Linked DNA regions of Oryctolagus cuniculus: all the other regions are linked to region 2. The links are chromatin contacts, called in public Micro-C maps. All regions are on one chromosome and are shown on one strand. Each heading gives the region's core, a stretch centred on a gene start, on an enhancer-like site or on the middle of the called end of the contact. The rest is flanking DNA. Distances are from core to core; before and after follow the strand shown. Region 1 has its middle 23 kb from the start of SPMIP3. Region 2 holds the start of ZBTB18 (zinc finger and BTB domain containing 18). Region 3 holds the start of AKT3 (AKT serine/threonine kinase 3).

Region 1 (2,700 bases), core at 135-2,634, 220 kb before region 2:
ACTGAGTTCCAGGCTCCTGGAATTGGCATATTCAGCCCTGGTTGTTGTGGGCATTTGGGGAGTACATCAATGGATGGAAGATCTTGCTCTATCTCCCTCTATGTCTCACTGCCTTTTTTTTTTTTTTTTTTTTTTTGGACAGGCAAAGTGCACAGTGAGAGAGAGAGACAGAGAGAAAGGTCTTACTTTGCCATTGGTTCACCCTCCAATGGCCACTGCGGAGGCGTGCTGCGGCCAGTGCACCGCGCTGATCCGATGGCAGGAGCCAGGTCTTCTCCTGGTCTCCCATTGGGTGCAGGGCCCAAGCACTTGGGCCATCCTCCACTGCACTCCCTGGCCACAGCAGAGAGCTGGCCTGGAAGAGGGGCAACCGGGACAGATTCCGGCGCCCTGACTGGAACTAGAACCTGGTGTGCCGGCGCTGCAAGGTGGAGGATTAGCCTGTTGAGCCGCGGCGCCGGCCTCTCACTGCCTTTTAATAAAAACAAATACATACATATACACACACACGTAAATGAAATGACTTGCTCAAGCATGCTGCCACAAGTAGCTGTTTAGTGCTTGAATATAAAGCTAAAATTCTAGAGGCCTGTGCTGTAGCATAGTGGGCTAAGCCTCTGCCTGCAGGGCTGGCATCTCATATAGGTGCTGGTTCTAGTCCTGGCTGCTCCTCTTCCGATCCAGCTCTCTGCTTATGGCCTGGGAAAGCAGTGGAAGATGGCCCAAGTGCTTGGGTCCCTGCACCCATGTGGGAGACCTGGAAGAACTTCCTGGCTCCTAGCTTTGGGTCAGCCCAGCTGCAGCCATTGTGGTCATTTGAGGAATGAACTAGTGGATGGAAGACTCTTCTCTCTGTCTCTCCCTCTCTGTCTATAACTCTGCCTCTCAAAAATAAAACAAAAATCTTAAAGCTAAAATGTTAACTCCAAACATCTAAGTTTTCCCCCCAAAATGTAACATATATTCATGAGATGTCTTAAGTGAAAATCTATCTAAATTCTGTAAAAAATTCTCCAAAGACCTGACCCAGCCATATGTTATAAAACTTGAGATAAGATCTTATCTGGCCTTGAGCCACCCTAACATGGCCACAAGATGGCAGAGTAACCTTGACAATTGAGAAACTGGCTTTATTCCTTACACCAGTAGAGGGCTGTAGTTCCTTCTTAGAAAAAGTGAAAAATGAAAAAAGAAAAGAAAAACAAAACAAAAACCCTCAGTGAAATAGGATGGTGGGAGGTTTGTTTTCCTTCTTTCTCTTTCTTTTTAACATTAGGCAGTGGGAGTTCAAACAAACAAGTCTCCATTTTCACCTCTGTGTTTGCTTTTGGAGGCACGAGGTCAGGATTTGGGCCAGCCGCCTAGCCTACATTATTCATCTGTCCAGCTCCAGCCCTGGAACAAATGTGAAGAAATGAAGTAGCTTCAGTCGAGGGAAAACAGTGTTGTTATTGTGGCTGGTGACAGTTCTATTTGCCAACAAACATAAAAACATACTTTGGAACCCGAATGCGCTTGTCAGAGGGAACTTTTGTTCCATGTTGGGGCTGGGACATTTCCAGATAGAAATCGGGCTGGCATCTGAGCTTCAGGAGGCTGGGAGAGAGCTGTGCACAGCAGCCACTGACCCGAAAGGCCAGGCCATCAGCTGCAGTTTGCATTTCATCTGGGTGTTTGACCGCAGTCCATGCGGCTCCTGGTTGCCAACTGGGGTCACTGCCCTGAATGGGTATCATGGGGGCGCGGGGAGTGTAGGGTTTGCAGTCCAGGATGATGGGCTCGCCACAAAAGGGGATAAACAAGTTTTGGATGCTGAGCTTTTGGAAGGCGGTCCTCACTTTGGGGCTTTGGGGTAGCAAAAGCTGTCCTGATCCACAGCATTTATTTGCTGTCAGATCTCAATTATCCTAAGATTGCTGGCAGCACCTTCAGGATCTCTTTGCTACATGGATTAATTACTCTAGGGATAAAGCCATTTTTACCGTATCTGCTGGTACGAGTTTAGGGGACGTGAATTCATGTTAATGCCACTCTAAGAAAGCCTAATTCCAAGGACCAATCTGCTTATGCCTGTTACTGTTAGAAAATTCAAGTTGAAGGTCCCTTCCACAGCTGTCTGGGGCCTGCCACCTCCCTCGCAGATGGCAGAAAGTCATTGGATGGACTGTACTCTGTTATAGTAGTCTCTCTATTTGCAAAGAGAGACTGTCTTAGATTGCTAGCATGGTGAATATCACTGAAACACAGTGGAACGGAAACCACTCTGTGTGTCTTAACTCCTGGCTTGTCTCACAGCGTCACCAGCCATGCTGCGGATGCTTTCACTGGGCATTTCAGTGGCAGCTGAGGGCTATAGCCTGAACGGCAGCAGTGGAGAGGATCAGGTCCACACGGCTGTGTCTCAGATGGCCCACGCGCCCTCGGAAGTAGGGCTGTTCAGTGACCGGGTAAGCTCTTGTTTTACAAAGTTACAGCTCCCAGGAAGGGAGTGCCCTCAGCACACATCTAATTGGTGGCAGAGGAGGAAGGAGAGCACAGCTGTCTCCCAGGTTAGTGTCACTTCTATTTCGCCACACATTTGAAAAACCCTCTTTATTTTTCTTTAAAGCCTCATTTTAGTCCACAGTTGTCTTCAGCACTGTACCGTAATAAGCAAGAGGCCTCTCTTTTCCTCTCTTCAGAATCACTGGGGTTTCCGTT
Region 2 (3,092 bases), core at 447-2,946:
CATAACTATCTCTCTCTCTTTTTGGGTCACTCTGTGATGTTCATGATCACAAGAAAATCGTGGGGGTGCAGTGGGGGGCGCGGAGAGGCAGGTCTAGTAAGTTTGGGAACTTTTTGGCTGCAGTGGGTCTTGGCAAACGGCTGATGAAACTGTACTGTAACCCGGGCCGGGCTGACCGGTGCCCTGCAAGGTGCTACGCCATCTCCACGGCCTCGTGGGAGGGTGAGGAGCAGCACAGGAGCTGGGGCCCGAGGCGCAGGCGGCCCAGCCCCGGGGACACCCGCTCGGCGCTCCCCACAAGTTAAAGAGTAACAAAAACCCGACTCCTCCGTCCTGTCTCGCTCTCCCAAAGTCACCTAACTTTGTCCAACTTCGCGGTGAATGACATAATGACGAACGCCTAGTTCACGACACACTCCTCGGAGACAAATTCCCTCCGCAGCCACGCGGCCTCTGCTCCGACAAACACCCTCGGCCCCGCTCCGATACATCGGGCATTAATCACCCCACTTTCCCAGCGGGGTGGGGGCCGAGTGACACTTTAACGAGCCCCGAGCACCGCACTGGGCCAGCGGCTCCCACTCCACAAATCAACCCCTTCCCTTCTCGCGGCGGACCCACAGACGTTTTGTGAGGCTGGGGCGGTGGGTGGGTGGGGGGAAGAGTTTGTCAAAGGAGAGGGGGCTGGGGTGTTGAGTTTGGGAGTGGAGGGGGTTGGGGAGAAATGCAAATCTCGACGTAGTCCGCCGTGCATTAAGACGCTCGGGGAAAGAGGAAGGTTAAAAACCACAGGGAAGGAGGAGGTGGAGGGCGTAGAGCCGGTGCAGCAGGAAAACACCTTAAACAACAGCCGAGAAAACAGACCCGGGTCACGGCAACAACAAAAGAAAAGTCGTAAGAAGCAGCCGGGGGAGGAGGTGGTTGCCAGCGCTGCCCCGACGCCGCGGCGCGCGAGCCCCCGGGGCCTCCAGGCAACTGCACCAGCCTGGGGCGCGCGGGGAGTGGGGAGGGGGGGCCTTCCCCGCCGCCCCCTCCCCCCGGGCGCCACTGCAGCTGCACCGGTCCCCGGAGCCGCGGCCGTCCCGGGCGCCACTGCAGCTGCGGCGGCTCCCAAGCCCCCTCCCCCAGCCCGCCGCCCTCCGCACCCGAGAGGCGCCACCGCAGCTGCACCGGCCGGGAGCCCGCCCCGCGCCGCAGCTGCACCGGCCCGGGCTGGGTGGTGGGGGTGGTGGTGGTGGTGGTGGTGAGGGGGGGTGGGTGGCGCGGCACGGAGCCTGCGAGTCCGCACCCCGCCCGACCCCGCAGCTGCGGCGGCCCCGTCCCCGCGCCCAAGCCTCCCGCAGCTGCGCCGCCCCCCGCCGCCCCAACAGCTCCAACCACACAAACTAACTCCGCTGGCGGGGGGCGCCCCCGGCCCGGCCCGCCCTCCGCCCGCACTGCCCTGCCCAGCCGGCGAGGGCCGCACAGCTGGCGCCCCCCGCCCGCCAGCGGGGCCGGGGCGCGGAGGGGGCGCCGGGTCAGGGGCCGGGAGCCGGCGCCGGGACTCACACGGAGCGGCCCTAAGTCACCGCGTCCCCGCCGCCGCCGCCGCGTCCTCCGCCTCCTCCCGGCCGCCGCCGCCGCCGCCGCCGGACTTGGTGGGCTTCCTCCTCCTCTTGCCCCCCTCCCTCCCGGCCCCCCCACCCCCCAATCCCGGCTCCGTCGCCCGCTCCCCCCCGCCCCCTCCCTCCCTCCCACCCACCCCCGCTGGCAGCCGGAGGAGCGCGGCGGAGCGAAGAGGGCCCCACTCTCAACGGCTCCCCATGGCAGCAGCCCAGCGGCGGCCGCAGCCTGCCAGACACAGCGAGGGAGCGAGCGAGGGAGCGAGCGCGGAGCCGCCGGGCCGGGGTGGGGGGGGCGGTGCGGGGGGGCGGTGCGGGGGAGGGGAGGGGGCGGGAGGACGCACCACGCACGCACGCGGCGGCGCCGGCCAGATGTTCCCCCCCCTCGGCCCGCCCCTCTCCTCCCCAGCCCCCTCCCTCCGGGCGTGGGGCTTCTGCGATTGACCGAAAGCGGCTGGACCGGTGCTCCCCGCCCGCCCCCAGTCCGCCGGCTGCTCCAATAGAAGGGCGGCTTTTCAGGAGGGCGGAGGGCGTGGCAGGTAGTCGTCGGACTGACATGAGGATCTAGCCAATGAGAAGGGCAAGCCGGAGCTGCCGCCCGCGCGTGCCAATCGCAGGCAGCAACTGTTGGGGTGGGCGGGGCCCTGGTTGGGCGGGGGCCGGGAGCGGAGCGGCGCGGGGCGGAGTCCGCGGGCGCAGCGGCGGCGGTGGCAGCGGCGCCCCTCTGGGTGACTTGGCCGTGAGAAAGTGAAAGGAGCCCGCAGGCGGCGGCGACAGCTGCGGTGGGAGGGGCTTGTTTCCAAGCTCCGAGGCCCCGCGCACCCTGGGGTTGCGGAGCTAGCTTTTCGGAGTGCAAGGTGCTGACCGCAAACGTACTTTGAGGAGTCGCAGGGGAGCGGGCTCGGCCCTGCGGAGTCCCGCGCGTCCCGGTGCCCAGCGGGGCGCAGAGGACGCCGCAGCGCCGAGAGGCAGTTTTCTGGGCGGCGTTCTCCTCCCGTCGCGGTCCGGTTCCCGGCGGGCCAGAGCGCCTGCCATTCTCGCGGAGCCCAGGTGTACTTAGGCAGTCCCAAGCAGCGACAGTCCCAAGTGGCCACATCGCATAGTCTTACTGTGAGGTCGATCGTTGTAGGTGCCCTAGCCTGAGTGCACAGTTGGTTTCGCAGCAAGCCACAACTTTAAAAAGTACCGAGGGAAGAGGCAAGACTGTTGTTGTAATTTTTTTTTCCGAATAAACTTTCACTCAGTAGTTTGCAATTAAACTCTGTTCATCGTGGCCACAAAGAAAGGTAGAAAGTTTTCTGTCCTGGGGGTATTGGAATCTTGAGGCAAGAAATACAGTTTAAAAAGAAAGTTGGCTAACAGGTGGTGGTGGGGAAACAGGCTTCAAACTAGAAAGCTGTGAGGAAGTGAGGAAGGCAGTCCGCGAGTGCCTGTCTAATGAAACGTGTTTATTCTTGGCTAGCTGAACCCGGACTGGCAAGCCTGTTGCTC
Region 3 (2,984 bases), core at 479-2,978, 200 kb after region 2:
AGGTATCTATTGTCCATAAGCAATCCAGGGTATGGTAGTTTGTTATAGCAGCCTGAATGGATTAAGACATTTATGTCTTAGAATTCTAAATGTGCCTTCTTGTTTAAGTTATTCACAAGAAATGGTAGAAGTACCAAGAAACAGCTTTCAGTATCTAATTTACTCATTGGTTGTATAAAGAAGAGTTGAACATGTTCCTTAAAGGTATAATAAAACCACTATAGAAACATGTTAATCTTAAGAACATCTGGCTTAATAAAGAATGAGGGCTTTCTCTTGGAATTCCCATGGAAGAACATACTGTTGCACCCCATGTTACTGGGATACGAGGACAAGAAAAACGAGGAGAAATCTAATATGCCCCCTCTATGCAGTACTATCGTAGCACAACTGGCAGATTCTGCCAAACTGTAATGGCAAAGTCTAAGAGAAAGTCTGATGCTATTTCAATAAACAATAGCTTAATTAATAATAATCTGTAATAAAATCTCATGTGCTTTTGTTACAGAAATTTATGAAACTACTATAGTACAAAAGCAAATATAGAGCTGAAGTTGACAGTTTTTCAGAGTATATGATCCATTCTGATTTATATAATACTTAATCTTAGGATCTCATCCAGCTGAGATTTAATACAATCTGATGAGACTAGGATAAATATTCATGAGATAAATTTAGTTCTCACAAATATGTCGAAAGTGAAAATCTTATTGAAAGGAGGTATCTAATAATCTGGAATATCACAATAACTCTCAGAGTTAAACATTTGAAAGAGCTTGACACTCTTCCTAGTGCTGCTGTTTTGAGGGACTGTTTTCTTAAAGTGGATTGGGCTACTACAGAACCAAATTGGATCCATTTTTGTATTTTACAGCAAAAAATCTGTAGCCAAATCATTTTGCCAGTAGCTAATGTTCAAGGTCTGATGAATGTTTATTTTCTACATGGTGAAAATGAGGAGAATTAGCCATCTATGTTTATTAATCAGCCTTTTCCATGCTGGAAAATACGGTAAAGCAGCAACAGAGACCTTTAGTCTGAGCTGAATTGTGTATCCTAACGTGGCAAACTCTGTTCTAGAAGGGTCAAGGAAACAGGTGTCTCTTAATGAATGTGAAAAACTGAATTGAAACATCTCTGAAAATTTTTCCCTTTTATTAGGTTACCTATTCCTGTGCATTTTCTAAGAGAGAAAAGACGTGGACCTAGATGGATTAAGATTAAGAAACACCAGGGGATACAGAAAGACTTTCATCACAGGTGATGGCGGCACATGGACAAGCAGACGAGCGACCATCAGGAGAAGGAACTTTTGTACGGAAAGAAGGCAAAGGTATGGATAAGAATCTTGCAGGGGGAACAAATAACAGGTATTATAAACAAGACTGGAGCCGCGTGGCAGACTACTAGTGTTTGCCAGATGTTTCCAGAAGCGATAAAACATGGCCTAAGAAAAAGTAAACTTTCTGGAGCGTAATGGATGGTAAATACGGCCACTTTGCAAAAAAAACAATCTATTATCAAATATTCGCAGAAGCCATGAACTTCGAAAGAAACGCTTTCTGGTATGGTCGTTGTGAGTGTTAATACATCATGGCTGCCCCAAAGTCAATGAAAACTAATATCCCCCCAAAGGGGTGTGATTTTAGGGGTGAATTATAATCCCAATATAGCCAGTACAGCATGAGAGCCAGCAGTGTGGGGGGCCCTTCGGGGAGGTGTTCCTGGGCTGGACGGTAACGTCCCGGGGACAAATTAGGTCTGGTTTAGCGCTTAGTAGTAACGACCCGGAACCCTCTTCCCGCAGGGGCTGTGGCTGAGACGCCTTCCCGACCCGCTCGACGCCGCCGGGGCTCCCTCCCCACTGGGCACCGCCCACCTCGGGGGCTTCCAGGTGCGGGCCCTCGAGCGCGGCGCGACCTCCGCAAGCAGCCGCCGTGGGCTGCGCCAGGCCGGGCCGTGCGGCGCGGGGTCTGCAGCCTGGGCGGGCGGGTGCGTGGCGGAAGGCGCCGGGAGGGGAGCCATCGCTGCCGGCCTCGGGTGCCCGCCAAGGGCCACGCGGGCGCGGGGGAAACCCAGAACTTCCCGCCCAGGAATGACTGCCCCCGCTCCCGGCTCTGGCTGGCTGGGGGGATGTTCTCGCGAGAGGAGAGGGGGCGCCGGGCGCCGCGGGTTTGGGGGGCGCGGGGAAGCCTTGAGGACCAGGGCCCGGCAAGGAGGGGAGCTGAGGCGGCGGGCAGGGCCGGGGACGCGGGGAAGCCGCTCCCGCCAGTCGCCGAGAGCCAGCCCCTGACGTCAGGAGTTTTCCTCAAAGTCAACAACAAGCCCCGCGGCGGCGGCGAGAACCGATCGGCGGCGGCCCCAAGAGGGAGGAAGGAGGGGGCGGGGAGGAGGCGGCGGCGGGGTCTCCCGGGCGAGGCGCGGCCCTCGAGAGGAGGCCGCGGACCCTCGCCCCGCGCAGGGCGCGCCTGGGGGCTCGGAGCCTCCGCCTGCGGCCGCCCCGCCGGCAAGATCCGGCCCCCGCCCGAGCGGTGTTTTCTGGTGATGAATTGAATTTGTAGCCGATATCCGATTCCCATGTAGAGTCTCCGCCTCCTCCCCCCCCCCGCCGCCGCCCTCCCTCCGCCCTCCCCCTCCCGCCGCCGCCGCCGCCGCCGCCTCCTCCTCCTCCTCCCGCTCCAGCTCCGCGGCCCGGCCCGGCCGGCTCCCTCCCTCCCCTGCAGCCCTTCGCCTGCCCTCCCGCGGGCCGCACCGGGCTCCAGGGAGCCAGAGGCTCTGCGGGGTGGGGGGAGGACAGGAGGGGAGGAGGAGGGAGGGGGGACCCCCGAGTCGCCCCCTCTCCTCCCCCCGCCCCCCAACTCCATCCTCCGCCGCCGCCCGAGCAGCTGCGGGGCCGGGGCCGCCGCCGCCGCCGCCTTTGCAGGTAACAGCCACCGCCCCCCACTCTCGCCCCCTCCCCGCCTCGCCTGCACTCCCCGCGGGCC

Evidence for each region. A called contact is a pair of places that touch in the nucleus more often than the background predicts.
Region 1: a Micro-C map of ear pinna shows a contact between it and region 2, with 5 times the contacts expected there. The contact joins the enhancer-like site here to the promoter of ZBTB18 in region 2. A contact is called at or near these places in 3 of 6 Hi-C or Micro-C datasets (ear pinna, psoas muscle and an unstated tissue).
Region 3: a Micro-C map of ear pinna shows a contact between it and region 2, with 6 times the contacts expected there. The contact joins the promoter of AKT3 here to the promoter of ZBTB18 in region 2. A contact is called at or near these places in 2 of 6 Hi-C or Micro-C datasets (ear pinna and psoas muscle).

Annotation. Positions count from the first base shown.
Region 1 is chr13:64,276,860-64,279,559 of mOryCun1.1, reverse strand. No RefSeq gene overlaps it. Among named protein-coding and RNA genes, the nearest start is that of SPMIP3, 23 kb to the left of the region's middle. Within about 2 kb of position 1,384, at least 1 of the 8 cell types and tissues checked has an H3K27ac peak or open chromatin away from gene starts, as enhancers often do.
Region 2 is chr13:64,058,810-64,061,901 of mOryCun1.1, reverse strand. It overlaps ZBTB18 (zinc finger and BTB domain containing 18), which reads right to left and starts at 1,696. Exons shown (of 4, transcript XM_051821490.2): 1 at 1,549-1,696.
Region 3 is chr13:63,860,189-63,863,172 of mOryCun1.1, reverse strand. AKT3 (AKT serine/threonine kinase 3) reads left to right here and starts at 1,728. Exons shown (of 14, transcript XM_070055614.1): 1 at 1,728-1,894. All of the region lies in intron 1 of LOC138844987 (a long non-coding RNA gene), which reads right to left.